Regions from separate parts of the Mus musculus genome. Here region 1 is linked to region 2. A link is a contact called in public HiChIP or PLAC-seq data. All regions are on one chromosome and are shown on one strand. The core of a region is the stretch at or near the end of the contact, and the rest is flanking DNA. Distances in the headings are between cores, read along the strand shown. Region 1 has its middle 120 kb from the start of Gm34637. Region 2 overlaps Cyria (CYFIP related Rac1 interactor A).

Region 1 (3,512 bases), core at 832-3,331, 230 kb before region 2:
GACCAGTACCCCGGAGCTCTTGACTCTAGCTGCATATGTATCAAAAGATGGCCTAGTCGGCCATCACTGGAAAGAGAGGCCCATTGGACACGCAAACTGTATATGCCCCAGTACAGGGGAACGCCAGGGCCAAAAAGGGGGAGTGGGTGGGTAGGGGAGTGGGGGTGGGTGGGTATGGGGGACTTTTGGTATAGCATTGGAAATGTAAATGAGCTAAATACCTAATAAAAAATGGAAAAAAAAAGAATTGTGTCCTTAATATTGTTAAGTTTCAAACACCCAGATGAAGCCACATGTCTTAAAAACTGAGCAGCACCTGGAAAACTAACATAGCTACAATGAAGGAATTTAGTCTTTTATCTCATCTGAATATTACAATTACTAGTGGCGTGTAGATGCCTGTTGACTACTGTACAGTTTCCCAAACCTTCCTTTCAGTGAAGTCTTGCTCTTTATTATAGCAATCAATGAAAACTCAACTTGGCAAAGTCGTGTTACAGACAGGAGTGTTGTCTCACTTGACAATGAAACTGGAATTGACTTCTAACGGGAGTCCATGGACAGGCTCAAAGCTGTTGTCAGTGTGTGTATCTGTTCACATGTGTAGAGCTCATGTGTATGCAGGTGTGCATGCATGTCGGGGCAGAAATTGATATCAGATGCCTTTCCCCATGCCTCTTCACTTTATTTATGGAATCAGGGTCTCTCAGTGAACTTGGGGCTCACCTCCATGAGTAGTCTAGCTTGCAATCTGGTCCAGGAGGATTGCCTGTATCTGTTTCCCAAGTGATGAGATTAAACTGGTCCTCCTTCAGTGTGAGTCCTGACGGTCTGAAGTCTGCTTCCCCTGCTTGTCCTTTCTCTGCTGAGCCATCTCCCCGACTCCTCCCTTGAAATTTCAAATGTTTCAAGGCACCCCTTTGAATTCATTGAATTATGCTAAATGTCTCACTGTGCAGTTTGAAAACTGCATGTCTTAGCCATTGTTGGATATTTCCTGAGCATATGAGTTTACCAACTTCCAGACACAAAAACCTTTCAAATTTTGACTATTGTTAAACTGAATTTACAGAGTAAATTAGAGATAATTGAGATTTTTGCCTTTAATCCATGGCAAAGATATTTTCACTTTTATTCTTAAATTTATACAGATCTTTTAAATTTTGTTTCCTTTTTTTTTTCTATGTCCTCTAATGAATGGTTGTAGCCATAACAAAATGGGAAGCTTTTCTTCCCCATCCTCATATTTCATGGCTATTTATTTTGAATATTTATGATTTATTTTGTATTCAATGAAGTTTGGAAATTCTCTTATTAACTTCGTTACTTTTGGGTGCTTTTCTATGTATACTGTAGTATTATAGTATTCACATATTGAAGGGCGTTTATCTTCTCTGCTCTGTTTGTCTTCTTCCCTCTAATCAATGACAGAGAATAGTAGCCAGCATCTTTGCTTTGTTTCTGATTTTACTGGAAAGAATAATGAAATATGATCATTTGGTACAATGTTGTGGTAGTTTTCTCTTAGGTTAAAGAAGAGGTTTTTGTTGTTGTTGTTGTCCTTTTGCTTTTGTTGTTGTTGTTTGCCTATATATACATACATACATACATACATACGTACATACATACACACACACACACACACACACACACACACACACACATGTGAGTGTGTGTGTGTGTGGTTTTAAATGAAAATTGCCCACATGGGCTGGCATGCTCCCTCTAAGAGCCAAAGATCTAACAAAACTCCAACACTAGGCATGAGAAGCCTTCTTTCAAGTTTTTGGTCAGCGTTGTCTAAGAGATTTACAAAACATAACAGGCTATTACTATGGACCTGTGTTGCATATCTTCCAGCCCTGTCCTCTGCAACCTGGAGGTGGAAGGGAAGGACCTATTTTTGAAGACAGCACGCATCTGAGACACAGGGCCCAGAGGCTCCTGAGCAGGAACTGACTTACTCACAAGTTGTAGATTCTGGTTTCCACATAAGGAAGCTTTCCTCTTGGGGTTCAAGTAGTAATGTGGTTAAGGGCCTTGAAATGGCAGCCCCGGGTGCACAACGTACCTCATGCCCAGCCACACGTGGCAGACATGTTTGTTCAGTTGTCCATGGTAACCCTGCACTGTTTGATTTTTGGCTGCTTCTGTGTACTTCAGATTCCGGTGGCCAATGAGATTATGTATTTCTGTGATTAATGATGCATAAAGTTGGGAGTATTATTTTTAAAGTGTGGCTGTTTTTTGACATGGTTTTCACCAACCATGTACTGTGACCTGCATTGGGAGTGCAAGGACAGGGTGAAATGGTTTACTTGGGAGCTCTCAAACCTATCTTGATTGAAAGCTAGCATTCATTTTAATAACAAAATATTTGAAATCACCTAACTCTCAAGCCTAGGGAAAGGCTATGTAAATTATAATATTCTCAGAGTGTGGAATTCCACGTGGCTCTTTCAAGATTTTAAATCATTTTAGTGACATTTTAGAATCCTCATACTGATGGAGAGAACAAAGCTTTCAGATGGTGTGTGTACTGTAGCTCCAACTAAGTAAAAATAGTGCACACTGCTGTGTAAACAGACTGGAAAGAACTATTGTATCAGGATAGTCACCATTTAGGTACTCTACATGTTGTTTCTGAGTGGTTGAATCACTAAACACTTTCACAACTTTGGGGCTCTCATAAGGAATACTCATCCCACTGGTTAGCAGATAAATGTCAGAAACGTAGTAAGAGCAACAGAGCACGTATCACTTTGCACTCTTCTGCAGATCCAGTTTCTTTCTGGATCAAACCTTAGGCACCCTCAGACCAAACAGTACTACCACTTGAAGAATGGCAGTCAGACTCACAAGGACCATCGTGACATGACTTTTCCTGGGAAGATCAGAACAGACATCTATCCACCCCAGTGGCAGACCAAAGAAAAAATTCGTTCCAAGACTAGTTTAGTTTAGTGAACTAGTAAGTCTATTGGATGGTTTATGGGAGCACGGTGAGGGGTTACCTCATGAAAGTGACTTACAGTCAGGTGCACCACTGAAAAGTCCATCAGAGTAGATGGCCCACAAAAGCTGTGTCTCTGGACCTCCCCAGAAAGCCTGCAGGCGAGTGCCTCTCCTTTCCCTAACAATTATTATCTGGCGTGTTTCTTTTTACTTCCTGACTCTTACCACCATCCCCCCTCCCCCTCTAGAAAGGAGGGAATAGCTATACAACAACCCAGACCATGGGGAAGCCCTCACTACTCTGCCCTGTCTTTGAACACTCTCTGTTTACTTGTGTACTACACAATCTGTGAATCACGTTCCATCTTGCTAAGAAGCCATAAAGCTGTGGCTGTCATTTCAATTGCTGCATGATAGACAGAGCATGTATGTTCTAAAACTTGCATGTACCATAGGAAAATAATTTTCCATATACCAAGACTTAAATAAAAAAAAATCTGAAACAGAATCTTGCATTATAGCTCAGGAGGGCCTCGAACTTGCTATTTAGCCAAGGC
Region 2 (3,515 bases), core at 304-2,803:
CTCACGCTGTCCTAGTCAGGGTTTCTACTCTGTGACAAAACACTATGACCAAAAAGCAAGCTGTGGAGAAAAAGAGTTTATTCGGCTTACACTTTGCCTCACGCTTCATCATCAATGGAAGGAAACCAGGACAGGAACTCAGGCAGGGCAGGAACCTTGAAGCAAGGGCTGATGCTGAGGCCATGGAAGGGAGCTGCTGATTCGCTTGCTCCACATGGCTTTCTCAGCCGGCTTTCTTACTGACCCCAGACCACCAGCCCAGGGATGACACTGCCCATGATGGACTGGACCCTCCCTTCTGGTTCACTAATTGAGAAAATTCCCTACATCTGGATCTTATGGAGGCACTCCTTCAACTGAGGTGCCTTCCTCTCTGATGACTCCAGCTTGTGACAAGTAGATACACAAAATCAGCCAGTGCACAGACCAAGCTGGAATCCACCATTCCTCGCCAGAGCATCCTGTGTTTCTTCCTGCACAGGTCTCCAAGCCCAAACACTCAGCTTCCTGTCCATCTAGCTACTATAGCCTTGTGCTTAAAATTAGCCTCAGTCACCCCTCAGCTTAAATCTCTCCAGGGACCTCCACGTCACTAAAAGTACTGTGCCTGCCAGAGTCAGCGAGAGCCTATGGCGTTTGCTCGCCAGCCAAGGTTTCACTGCTCTGCTCTCGCTACCTTGGCCTTGTCACTGTGTTCGTTCAAGGTTATCCCCCACCACTAGCTCCTTCTCATCCTCGTTAGTCCTTTTGTTTCAAATGCTTTTCTCCAGGTCTCTGTTCAGTTTGTTTTTCTGCAGCACCCAGTCTAACTATCATGTTCACTACAGTACTTTGCCACACACCACCCCCAGGACTCTTTATTTTTATATCTATCTCTTCTAACATATATATACCCACAATAGAGTATCTATCTGTCTGTCTGTATTCATATGTATATCTGTCTCTCTCTGTATGTATGTACACACACACACACACACACACACACACACACACACCTCTGTCTTTGCCTGCTCCCCCCCTCTCTGTGTGTCATATAAAAGCACGTTTCTGGTACCATATCTGGAGACACTCAAGTGTGGTCCAAACATCAGGCCTCCATCTTTACTCCATCTGTGCCCTACATTTCCACTGACAAGACCAGGATGGTACTGGGAAGTTTTGGCAGTCAGAACACATGGCTCATGTGTATTGAGTTATAGCCAAGAAAACATGAAACTGAATACATATTCTTACATAGGGATCTGGTTAACAATCCCAGTCCCATACACTGTGCGCATTCTCTGATCGACACTGTGCTGAATAATTCATGGATATTGTCAGATTGCACCCACAGGGCTAACCATGACTTACAAGTAAGAAGATGGATGTAAGTTGAGTAGCTTGTATAGTTATAGCCAGCAACTGGCAGCACCAGGATTTGAGCACAGGGTATCCCAGAAAACTCACACTTTAAGCCACTGTGTTAACCCACTCATCTGATACTCTAGAACCATTACTCAATGTTTGGAGGAACAGAAAACAGCTTAACACATGGCTTGTGGCTTCTGGCAAGGGAAGGAGAGTGACATTGCAGAAGCCACACCCAGGAAGCCATAAAACAACTTGTGCATTCAACTGTATGATACTGAGTATGATCTCTTTTTAAAAGTTATGTAAGTGGCATTGACCAAACTTCCTGCATGCCAGACTAGGATGTAGGCTTCAGAAAAGTAACAGCAGGCTCAATTGGAGAGAGAAGTTGTCCCAGGCGAAGAAAAGGAAGGGCGTGTTGTGTACATGAGGGCAATACATCACCATAAGATCTGTTCTTGTGTAGCAAAGGAGAGAGGTCGAGAGAGCTGGCTAGGGATTGGTTGTTTAGAAAACCTGCAACCTAACAAGCAGGGCAGAAATATGGATGAGGCCTTTGGTGCCGGAAAGATATCAGTGACCACACTGATGCTAAGTCAGAGTGTTAAACTGGGTCAAAAAAATCTCACTTCAGTTATCTATTGGCCAAGTTGATGTTTAAGAAGGTTAATTTTCTTGCACTGAGTCTCTATATCCCTTGATCACCTATAACCCAGTGTCTGGGGCCACAGAAACACTTCTCTGTTCCAACGGTCTAGATTTTACCCAATGAGCTTGCCCAAATTCCCAACATAATTGAAACAGCCTAAGGCCAAACCACCAGATATGCTAGTCAGAGAGGGGTCACCACTCAGGTGTAAGAAGAGAGTGGAGGAGCAGTGCAGCCGTGCAGAGGCTCAACAGGTCTATTCCCTGCAGCCTGTGCATCTTCAGTCCCTCAAAAAGGACAGTGGTGATAGAGTCACATCCTTCATGTACCATGATGTACGTAGACATGGTACAAAGAATGAACGAGGTGCAGGGAGCTTATTTCTAGGACCGAGACATACAGAAACGACACAGAATGGACAGGCCCACAGAGAAGTCGCTCTCTATCCCTTCTGTACATCCAAGTTATCACACATCATGAAAGGTTCAATATGCTAACTACAAATCATTTTTATGCATTTCCACAAAGCAGGCCCCACTACCAGGACTGCCCAGTTTAATCTAAAGGCTAAGACAATGCTTCTTTAACTCAAACACTGTCCCTCTGGGATGCTCGAAGTAATTGAGGACATGCCACATTTCCAGCCCCAGGAACTCAAATGATGTCTCCCTGTTTTATAATAATAGTAAGTTGTAACAGAAAGGCACTAAGTCAAGAGTGTTTTATAAGTATCAATGCGGTGATAGTCACAGCACTCTTAGTAGTGGCCCAGAGGCCTCTGGAGCTACTGACATAGCCCAGGGAATGGCAGCATCTACTTGGAAGAAGTTGTAATCTTTGCCATAATGTCTGTATATTATGTGTAATTGAAATTGTGACCTACTCATGTTTTAGCTCATATCTAACTCCACCCACATCTTACTTCCATTCACACTCAATACCCCTCCTCACCCTTGCCTTTTGTTTCCATGATAGACTAGCCTCCTCCTTCTCCTCTCCCTCCTCCTCCTTCTCTCTCTCTACACACACACACACACACACACACACACACACACACACACACACACTTGCACGTGTCTGGTGAGCTGTGTGAGCTCTGCCTCCTGTTCCTTACTACTCTCTAGTACGTGATAAGTCAGAAGTTTGAGCCAATGCACATCAGCCCTACACACAGAGTAGAACAAGTGAATGTTTCACAGATGACGACAAAAACATCACGGATTTCACTGACACAAGGAGAGAACTTGAGAGAATCATCCTGAGTGAGATTACCCAGTCCCCAAAGGACATGGATGGTATGTACTCACTTATAACTGGATATTAACCAGAAAATACAGGATTTCCATGCTACACTTCACAGATCCAAAACAACTAAACCAGAAGGAAGGTACAAGAGAGGATGCTTGACTCTCACTTAGAAGGGAGAATAAAATAGTCATAAGTAGCAGATGAAGGGAACTGGATGGGAGAAGGGATAGAGAAGAGAATGGAGGGGCTCAGGATCAAGTATGGGCAG

What was found. HiChIP or PLAC-seq counts read pairs in DNA pulled down with a chosen protein or histone mark.
Region 1: a RAD21 HiChIP or PLAC-seq map of pro-B cells shows a contact between it and region 2, with 3 times the contacts expected there. The contact joins two enhancer-like sites. A contact is called at or near these places in 1 of 15 datasets of contacts at CTCF or cohesin (pro-B cells) and 2 of 484 Hi-C or Micro-C datasets (macrophages and nephron progenitors).

Annotation. Positions count from the first base shown.
Region 1 is chr12:12,550,585-12,554,096 of GRCm38.p6, reverse strand. No RefSeq gene overlaps it. Among named protein-coding and RNA genes, the nearest start is that of Gm34637, 120 kb to the left of the region's middle. Within about 2 kb of position 2,081, at least 12 of the 459 cell types and tissues checked have an H3K27ac peak or open chromatin away from gene starts, as enhancers often do. A contact at or near this core is called in pro-B cells, where this site is marked.
Region 2 is chr12:12,318,974-12,322,488 of GRCm38.p6, reverse strand. All of the region lies in intron 2 of Cyria (CYFIP related Rac1 interactor A), which reads right to left. Among named protein-coding and RNA genes, the nearest start is that of Gm34407, 31 kb to the right of the region's middle. Within about 2 kb of position 1,553, at least 68 of the 459 cell types and tissues checked have an H3K27ac peak or open chromatin away from gene starts, as enhancers often do. A contact at or near this core is called in pro-B cells, where this site is marked.